2 separate regions of the Mus musculus genome follow, and region 2 is linked to region 1. Evidence: chromatin contacts called from public promoter capture Hi-C data. All regions are on one chromosome and are shown on one strand. Each heading gives the region's core, a stretch centred on a gene start, on an enhancer-like site or on the middle of the called end of the contact. The rest is flanking DNA. Distances are from core to core; before and after follow the strand shown. Region 1 holds the start of 6430562O15Rik (RIKEN cDNA 6430562O15 gene). Region 2 holds the start of Cartpt (CART prepropeptide).

Evidence for each region. Capture Hi-C pulls out chosen DNA fragments and counts their contacts.
Region 2: a promoter capture Hi-C map of liver shows a contact between it and region 1, with 3 times the contacts expected there. The contact joins the promoter of Cartpt here to the promoter of 6430562O15Rik in region 1. A contact is called at or near these places in 4 of 39 promoter capture datasets (the C10 cell line, the SN4741 cell line, cranial neural crest and 1 more) and 2 of 9 other capture datasets (embryonic stem cells and liver).

Annotation. Positions count from the first base shown.
Region 1 is chr13:99,410,287-99,414,973 of GRCm38.p6, forward strand. It overlaps 6430562O15Rik (RIKEN cDNA 6430562O15 gene), which reads right to left and starts at 2,540. Exons shown (of 2, transcript NR_015515.3): 1 at 1,556-2,540; 2 at 550-1,285. It overlaps Mrps27 (mitochondrial ribosomal protein S27), which reads left to right. Exons shown (of 11, transcript NM_173757.3): 9 at 992-1,134; 10 at 1,909-2,079; 11 at 4,453-4,687.
Region 2 is chr13:99,898,352-99,902,955 of GRCm38.p6, forward strand. It overlaps Cartpt (CART prepropeptide), which reads right to left and starts at 2,332. Exons shown (of 3, transcript NM_001081493.2): 1 at 2,125-2,332; 2 at 1,606-1,689; 3 at 132-675. The coding sequence starts at 2,283. The coding sequence ends at 568.

The DNA of each region.
Region 1 (4,687 bases), core at 1,290-3,789:
TCTCAGGAACGGTCACCTGTTGGTCCCAGGTGTTTGTACAGCCAGGTGGAAGGGTGTTCAGATTAGTGTTCAGGACTGCCGTATTACACAGATCATTCAGAAAGTTGGTGAGGCTAAGGAATGTACTTGACTGTTGCTTATGAGAAGAGGCCCTGGTCCCTTGCGATAGGCAGCCATGCCATCAGACACCCCACCTCTGCCCCTGCTCCACAGCCTTACTCGACTCAAGCCAGCAGCCCAGCATGACCCGTGTCCAGCCCAAGCACCTTAAAGATCTAAAATTAGCCATCTCCTGATAAGCTTTGTCTGCTGGCATCCTCTTCCAGCTTCCCAAATCCTCCCTTCCAAGAAAGATGAGCAGAGGCAAACTTAGACCGAGCCACTCAAGGTGACTTTGCTCATCAGTGCTAAGATCAGTGCAGGTGGCCCTGTGCTTCCCGGGGCCCTGCTGCCTGGCCACAGCTGCGTGGCAGTTTGAGCAACCTGGCCCTGTGACCTCAAAGGTAGCCGGGACGCTGATGTAAGAACTGATAACACTCAAGAAAGTGAGGGGGGAAGCAGTTCCTTTTCTTATTCATAAAGAAAATAGATTGTATGTTTGACACTTTTCAAAACAAGTCACACATTTCCCGGCAGGGAAAGTCACCGCTGAGTCACAGGGTCCTCAGAGTAGGAAGCTGTGACATTGCTTTTTCTGGGTATGGTTTTGGCCTTGAAACATACGTAGTATAATTTTCTTTTGTCTTAAGGGTGGCCTTCTGTAGGAACAGCTCTGTCAGACTCTCAAAGTTCCTCAGCCCAATGATTCATGGGCCCTGGTAAATCTCCAGCCAGAGGAAACACATAACACAAGTTCACCAAGCTTCCTTTTAAGGTGTGCGTGGTGAGGGTCCTTGCCTAGGCTGCTGTTGGCTGGGGCCTTCCAAGCCTTTGGCTGCAGACCCAGTGAGGAGGCATGGCTGATCAGTCTTTGTTGCTCTTTTGGCCACAGGGAAGGTGGAACTGCAGCGTGGGGTGCGGGCTGTATACCACGGCATGCCTCTGATGTGGACACCAGGCTACCTCGACAGAGCCCTCCAAGTGATGGAGAGGGTGGCCTCCTCCCCTGAAGACCTCAAGCTGGGTAGAGAAGTGGTATGTTTTTCCACCCCACTCAGTCAAATGGAGGCTTCACAGGCATCTGTTCCCATGGTCTTTCTCCTTCCGCTGCTTTCTGTATGTGTGCAGAATTGGTATTTATTCCGTTTAAAAGGATGAAAAGAAACCACAAACATTTTCAGTGTGGCTGTCAAAAAGGCAATGGAAAATCAGATTATTGTTGATTCATACATCATTAAGTGAAAGGAAAGCTGTCTGCTCCCTTACATTCAAGCTCAGATCAATAAATACCACCCTCTTCACCACCTCCCCCATCCAAAAGGGATTTACGGCGGTGGAATAGAAACTTAAGTAGTTTTGGTGGATTTACCCCTCCTGTAGTATGGAGAGACTACATAGCACTTTTCTCCATTATCCTTGGCTATTGGTAAAGTATCTGTCTCACAAGCTTACGTACCTGAGTTCAGATCCCCAGAACCACTTAAAAAGCCAGGCCCAGGAGTGCAGTTATCGTCCGGTAATGGCAGGGAGGGAGCAGAGAGACATGAAGCCCTGGGAGCTGGCTAGCTGCCTAGCCTACACCCTTGGAGATGCTCTTCTGTGTGGCCTTGACTCTGAAATGCCAAGGCTCACCACTCAGCTTTCATTTCTGTCCTGAGGTCCTCAACCCAGTGTCTCCCATGGCACATTATGCTGATATCATTAATGCTCTTTCTCAGTCATTATAACCAAGGAACACACACTTTGAAGTTGGCCTGCACACAGTCAAGTCTATAACAGATGTCCTCCTGACTCTCCTGTGCCCTACAGCTCGATGTGCTGGATGGAGTCCTGAAGGTGGTGACGTCTCCAGATGTCCAGACTTCAGAGGCACAGCCTCAGGAAGGTGAAGATGGCTTGGGCTCAGCAAACCTGGTGGAGCAGCTAGACACTGAGGAACCAGAACAGTCCAAGCTTCCCCGATACCTCGAGCGCTTTCAGGTGATTCGTAGTAGAAACTGAGCCTTTTCCTGCATCAGTCACACACAAAGGCATGAAAAACTCGCATCAAGAATTGCAGTTGTGTTCCTTCCCACAGACCGTGGCCTTTTGGGAAAGCAGTGGCATTGTTACGACTTCATGCTTGAGCTGATGTCACGGTTCCGTTCCCTGGGGCAGCACGGCACCCCAGCGGCTTCTCAACAGCAGCCTGATTCCCACTCAGGGTGGCAAGTGACCAGCCATTTCTCTACACTACACCAAATGTGCTGGGTCAGTCACAGCTTCAGCAGAGATAAGACTCACGAATCCTTTGTGGCGCTTAGCTGGCAGCTTTGTGCTGTTCAGCAGGGCCATTAGAGACACTGCCTGTGGACAGGTTTCCAGAACAGTGCTGAGCACTCAAACTGTCAGTGAGCTCTCTGTCCCAAATGCTCTGCTGTTTGTGTCAGGGAAGAAAATCCCTGAGCCTGCTCTCTGCTTTGTTTCTTGTCTCTTTAATACAAAAAGAAGGAAGTACTTTCAGGTTATGATGTCATCATAGGAGCGGGAGAATTCTCCTCCCACGCCTGCTGCTGCACTGTGCCTTTTCACAGCAGGAAGGAGAGCTGGGCTCCTGCCCGTGAGTCTGTCTCTTCTGACCCAGCAATGGCAGGCCTTGCCGTAGCACAGGATCCCATGGTATTTTAGGGTTTTTTCTCCCCAATACTTCTGAAGGGAAGTCATTCTTAGCTTCTCTCCTGTAATTTGAAACTAAGAATAAAAAGATTGATGTTCCTTGTCATACCCCAAGGACAAAGCAGAGTAGAGAACTTAGACACAGTTCTTTCTCTTAACTTTGCTTGTCAGTGTATAAAACTTAAAGAAAACAAGAATCACCACACTTGCTGGGCGTGGTGGTGCACGACTTTAATCCCAGCACTCGGGAGGCAGAGGCAGGAGGATTTCTGAGTTTGAGGCCAGCCTGGTCTACAGAGTGAGTTCCAGGACAGCCAGGGCTACACAGAGAAACCCTGTCTTGAAAAAACAACATCAACAACAAAACATTAAAAAAAAGAATGACCACACTGCTGAATGCTGCCTGAGGTTGCTGAGCCACTGTCAGGCGTCAGGTTTGCCTGGGTTTTGTAAATGTTGTACTCAGTTTTGATTGCTTTTTGACTTTTGGCCGTTTTTTGTCCGTTGCGTCTCAGAGGATGGAGACCTTTGTCTTCACTAGCTTCTAGCCCTTTTACTGCCATGGGACACTGTCTGAGCATCCAAGAAAGAACAGAAACACATGTTTGTAGCCTGCCATCTGTGACCTTAGCTATGTTAGCAGCTGTAAGCCCCCTCCCCCATTTCCTTTATCCTCACAGGAGGCCTGGGCGGGAGAGTCTCGGCTTATGTGACCCAGCAGTGAGCTGGGATTTGGACAAAGCCAACCTCCTCACAGTTGAGATTTCCTGGCTTTCTCTTTGGCCTCAGACTACCTGGAAAATTATGTTAGGAAGAAATGGTTTTCAGTTTACATTTTCTTCCTGTTGCCTGCTTTTCATTAGTCTGAGGTCATCTGTTTGGGTCTGTTTTTATAATTAGTCTGCTCCTTAGATCCCATCGGTCTGGCCCCCTTTGCCGTTCTGCCAGATCCTATGCTGTACGCTAAGTCACCTCGGGGTGCGAGCACATGTGACTCTCAGCTGCAGCTGGGGTCCTAAATGTCACTCTCTGGTGATCTGTGTCTAGAAGCACTTAAATTGATTAATGCTTTTAGTAAGTCTCTGGGCTGCTACACTGACCCTACCAGGCTGCCCTCTCAGACGGAGCTGTAAGCAGGCAGGAGGGAAGGGCTGACCTGTGGGGGAGCACAGCAGGTGGAGGCCTACAGTGCTCAGGCACTCTGGAAAGCTGTTTAGCATTAGTGAGAAATCCCTGCAATGATTTCCATCTGTTGAAAGGAACCAGGGGAAGTCACTTAAATGAAAAGACGGGACTTCCGAACTTCCTATCCTCCACCATCTTGTCCAGTGGCATTCTCACTGCTCAGTTAGGAGCAGGCCTAAGTGGAGACCTCGTGGCTCAAATAAGAACTGAATGACCGTGAAGCCGGAAGTACAGGAGGTGCAGCTGCACTGTGTGTGCCAAGGTGGGGTGATGTCGTGTGCGGGGCTGCACTGCTCCCTGGGGTGATGTCGTGTGCCTGGCTGCACTGCTCACACCTTGGTTTAACAGCTGAGCAGGAGAGCCCAGCGAGAGGCAGCTGCCCCTGCAGGACAGATGCAGGGCACCTTCCTGCAAGCAGATGGAGCGGCTGTTAGCGGAGGACTCAGTTGCTTCTCACTGTCCTCCTTTCTCCTGCCTGTCCCTTACCTTTCGATTTCCCTTTGCTTCCAACAGGCCTCTCGGTCTAAACTGCAGGAGCTGAACAGAGTTGAGTCTGAAAGTCTTTTGACTCTGACCACCCAGCTTGTAAAAGAAAAACTCCCCGCCTGTGAGGCCGAGGACCTGGCCACCTACGAGCAGAAACTCCGTGAGTGGCACCTGGAGCGGGTGCAGTTGATCCAGAGGGAGCAGGAACAGAGGGAGAAGGCCAAGCAAGAGTACCAGGCGCTGAGTGCGGCAGAGAAAGCAG
Region 2 (4,604 bases), core at 1,082-3,581, 490 kb after region 1:
AAAACTCCTTGGAGCTGAGGTGCTGCTCTCCCAATAGACAGCTATTTTTAAAATATTTCTCTTTCAAAACAACAGCATGATTAATCCTATTATTCCTATTTAAATTACTTATGTAGAAAGAGCCATGCACTGTGAGCAATTGTTAAAAATGCTTTATTATGTGTAATTTGTACATGCTTCAATTTGTGTGGCTTTAGGGCAATTTATTTTCCGGGTTGTGATGTCATCTACCCAAATTAACTAGATCTAATTCTCATTGTGACACACCACATACAAAAATACAGTTTTAAAACGAAGTTCCTCTTCTTCCCAGAAAGATTCACAAGAATGTGTCAGATGGATAAAACAAGAAAAGAAATCTTTGCACACACACCAACACCATTCGAGGCATTCTCCTTCACACAATGATGTCAAATCTTTTATTTTGAAGCAACAGGGAAAGAGCCCATCCGCTCTCTGAGGGGAACGCAAACTTTATTGTTGCTAAAGCCAGGCTCCAGGGATAATGGAGCGCTCCTTTGGGGGAAAGAGGGAATATGGGAACCGAAGGTGGCGGCTGTCGTCCCTTCACAAGCACTTCAAGAGGAAAGAATTGCAGGAAGTTCCTCGGGGACAGTCACACAGCTTCCCGATCCTGGCCCCTTTCCTCACTGCGCACTGCTCTCCAGCGTCACACTGTCAACAACACAACCGATGGTTACTGGGGTCCCAAGGGAGCTTCCTCATGGTACCATCAGCTCAGGTCGAAGCAGTCAGATCCGAAGCCCAGGGGGCCTCGGGCTTATAATTTCAGAAAGAGGATATTTAAAGGAAGAAATTTAAATGACTGATCCCCTCCTCCTACGTTCTTCTGCCTTTGGGGAGGGACCACAATTTCAGCTTCCTTTTCTCTTTATCTGAAAGGGGCGGGGGGGGGGGGAAATCACCCAGATTCTTGCATCTAAGAAATATACACGCCTTTAATCCCAGCACTCGGGAGGCAGAGGCAGGCGGATTTCTGAGTTCGAGGCCAGCCTGGTCTACAAAGTGAGTTCCAGGACAGCCAGGGCTACACAGAGAAACCCTGTCTCGAAAAACCAACATATATATTTTTTTCTCATAACCTTTGTTTTCTGCTTTCCCACTTCCTTGCTCAAAGAAGGAAAAAGTGTGTGTGTGTGTGTGTGTGTGTGTGTGTGTGTGCGCGCGCGCGTGTGATTTTTACCTAGAGCTGTACAACGAAGGTGACCAGTCCTGAAAACTTTTTATCACAGAATTTAAGAAAGAAAACAACAACGAAATGATACAAATAAAGAAAAAGAAAAAAAATGGTGGTGCTCTAGAAGGAATTAGAGAGAACTGAATAGATTCAAGGGCTCTCCCATTTGAGATGTTTCAGAAAGTACTCCCACTCAGATCATGAGACTGTTTTCTGGCCCTAAGTAGCCTGTTCCCTCTTGTTCTTAGAGACCAAGGAGCAAAGGGGCGAGGGCAGAAGCAAAGAGGACGTTCCAGATAAATTCTTCACCTAGCTGCTCAGCCACCTGCTAGAGTAAAGACCGTGTGTAAGATTCTAGGCAATCTTTTCTCGTGGAAAAGTAGGGAAAAGGGAACCCGGAGCCTTACCATGGGGACTTGGCCGTACTTCTTCTCGTAGATCGGAATGCGTTTACTCTTGAGCTTCTTCAGGACTTCTTGCAACGCTTCGATCTGCAACATAGCGCCGGGAGCCCGAAGTTGCCGCCTTGGCTGCGAGCCCAGCGCAGGTGCTCACTTTCAGCCCAGTTATAAGGAGCCCGGGACACACAACCGCGGGGCAGCAGGACTCGGGGGACAAAGGGGAGTAGATACTGGTGGAAAGGAAGCCAGGCGGGCAAAGTCCCTAGACCTGACCTCACCTTCCAGAGCCTCCAAGGAGCACACTGCCCAGACCGGCCACAACTAGGGATTCGCTCGACAGACAGCCCGCAGCCCGTGAACTCAAATATCTTTGTCTGGTAGAGGGTACCCAGGGTACTTTTTTTTTTTTAATCCAGCGTCAGGGGCTCTGCCTTCTGGGATGGGACTGGGATAGAGGGGGACGCACGCAAAGCAAGGACCCTGTGGTAGTCCAGTGGGGGAACCCGAGGCGAGGGAAATACTGACCAGCTCCTTCTCGTGGGACGCATCATCCACGGCAGAGTAGATGTCCAGGGCTCGGGGCTGCAGCTCGGCGTCCTCCTGGGCACGGGCACCCAGCAAAGGTAGCAGTAGCAGCAGGGCGGCGCCCAGGAGGGGTAGCAGCCGCAGGCGGGAGCTCTCCATGGTTCTGGACCTCCTCGCTGCTCGGGCACTGCGCTCTCCGGCTTCTTATAGCCGGTTGAAATCGGGTGCCGGGAAGAGGGAGGGGGAGAAGAAGGACGGGGGTGTGGAGGAGAGCCCGGGTCAGCCGTCTGTAGGCAGCGCTCCGCTGCCGTTTGACGTCAATGCCCGCCGGGCTCCGGGAGCCCGGGAACGAGGCTCTGCGCACAGATGGGCTAGAGCGCAGAAAACAAGACCCCGTGCCCCGAAACGCTGTCCGCCCCGCAGCCAGGGAAGCTTCCCTAGGGGCCAGAGCTGAAACTGAGGGGCAAAAGGTGAGGGAAATGGAAAATGCCTTCGGGGCAATGAACAAGCAGAAGAGTTGTTTTCCCTATCTTAGCCGTGGTAGATGCACCAGAGTTCTGCTCATAGGCTCTGCTTTGCCTCCCTAATCCCCAAGCCCCGGGTGTAGCAGCAAGAAGGATATGTGGACTCCAGCAGGCTCACTTGCTGAGCACAATTCTAGGAAAGCTAGGGAGTGAGGGAGATGATCAGCATACTAGACGAAGGGAAATTATGTCCTCTGCACCAAGGGCTCTGTAGAGGCTGTGTGATACTAATAACCCGAAGAGGAAAGTAGAGTAACTCAACTGAACGGGAGCGAGAGAACCGGACGTGGTACCAGTCCTGGGCCAATCACTTCCAGAGTCTGTACCTTAGCACAAAGTTAACCTTTCTGATGGGCTGACAGATGGCTCAATGATTAAGAGCACGTGCTGTTTTTACAAGGTCTGAGCTCGAGTTCCCAACACCGCAGGCACCTGCACTCGTGTACACATACTTACACATATATGGATAATTAAAACTAAAGTAATAGCACATTTTTAAAGAACCTCTCCGAACATCTATCTTTGTCTTATAAAACCGAAGTTGGAAGAATGTAACACTGGAAGGATGGAATTGACGGCTCTTGTGTACAACGTTCCTTAGTTACCCTCGCCACAATAAACACTAAGTTACCCTCGCCACAATAAACACTAAGTTACCCTCGCCACAATAAACACTGAGTTACCCTCGCCACAATAAACACTGAGTTACCCTCGCCACAATAAACACTGAGTTACCCTCGCCACAATAAACACTGAGTTACCCTCGCCACAATAAACACTGAGTTACCCTCGCCACAATAAACACTGAGTTACCCTCGCCACAATAAACACTGAGTTACCCTCGCCACAATAAACACTGAGTTACCCTCGCCACAATAAACACTGAGTTACCCTCGCCACAATAAACACTGAGTTACCCTCGCCACAATAAACACTGAGTTACCCTCGCCACAATAAACACTGAGTTACCCTCGCCACAATAAACACTGAGTTACCCTCGCCACAATAAACACTGAGTTACCCTCGCCACAATAAACACTGAGTTACCCTCGCCACAATAAACACTGAGTTACCCTCGCCACAATAAACACTGAGTTACCCTCGCCACAATAAACACTGAGTTACCCTCGCCACAATAAACACTGAGTTACCCTCGCCACAATAAACACTGAGTTACCCTCGCCACAATAAACACTGAGTTACCCTCGCCACAATAAACACTGAGTTACCCTCGCCACAATAAACACTGAGTTACCCTCGCCACAATAAACACTGAGTTACCCTCGCCACAATAAACACTGAGTTACCCTCGCCACAATAAACACTGAGTTACCCTCGCCACAATAAACACTGAGTTACCCTCGCCACAATAAACACTGAGTTACCCTCGCCACAATAAACACTGAGTTACCCTCGCCACAATAAACACTGAGTTACCCTCGCCACAATAAACACTGAGTTACCCTCGCCACAATAAACACTGAGTTACCCTCGCCACAATAAACACTGAGTTACCCTCGCCACAATAAACACTGAGTTACCCTCGCCACAATAAACACTGAGTTACCCTCGCCACAATAAACACTGAGTTACCCTCGCCACAATAAACACTGAGTTACCCTCGCCACAATAAACACTGAGTTACCCTCGCCACAATAAACACTGAGTTACCCTCGCCACAATAAACACTGAGTTACCCTCGCCACAATAAACACTGAGTTACCCTCGCCACAATAAACACTGAGTTACCCTCGCCACAATAAACACTGAGTTACCCTCGCCACAATAAACACTGAGTTACCCTCGCCACAATAAACACTGAGTTACCCTCGCCACAATAAACACTGAGTTACCCTCGCCACAATAAACACTGAGTTACCCTCGCCACAATAAACACTGAGTTACCCTCGCCACAATAAACACTGAGTTACCCTCGCCACAATAAACACTGAGTTG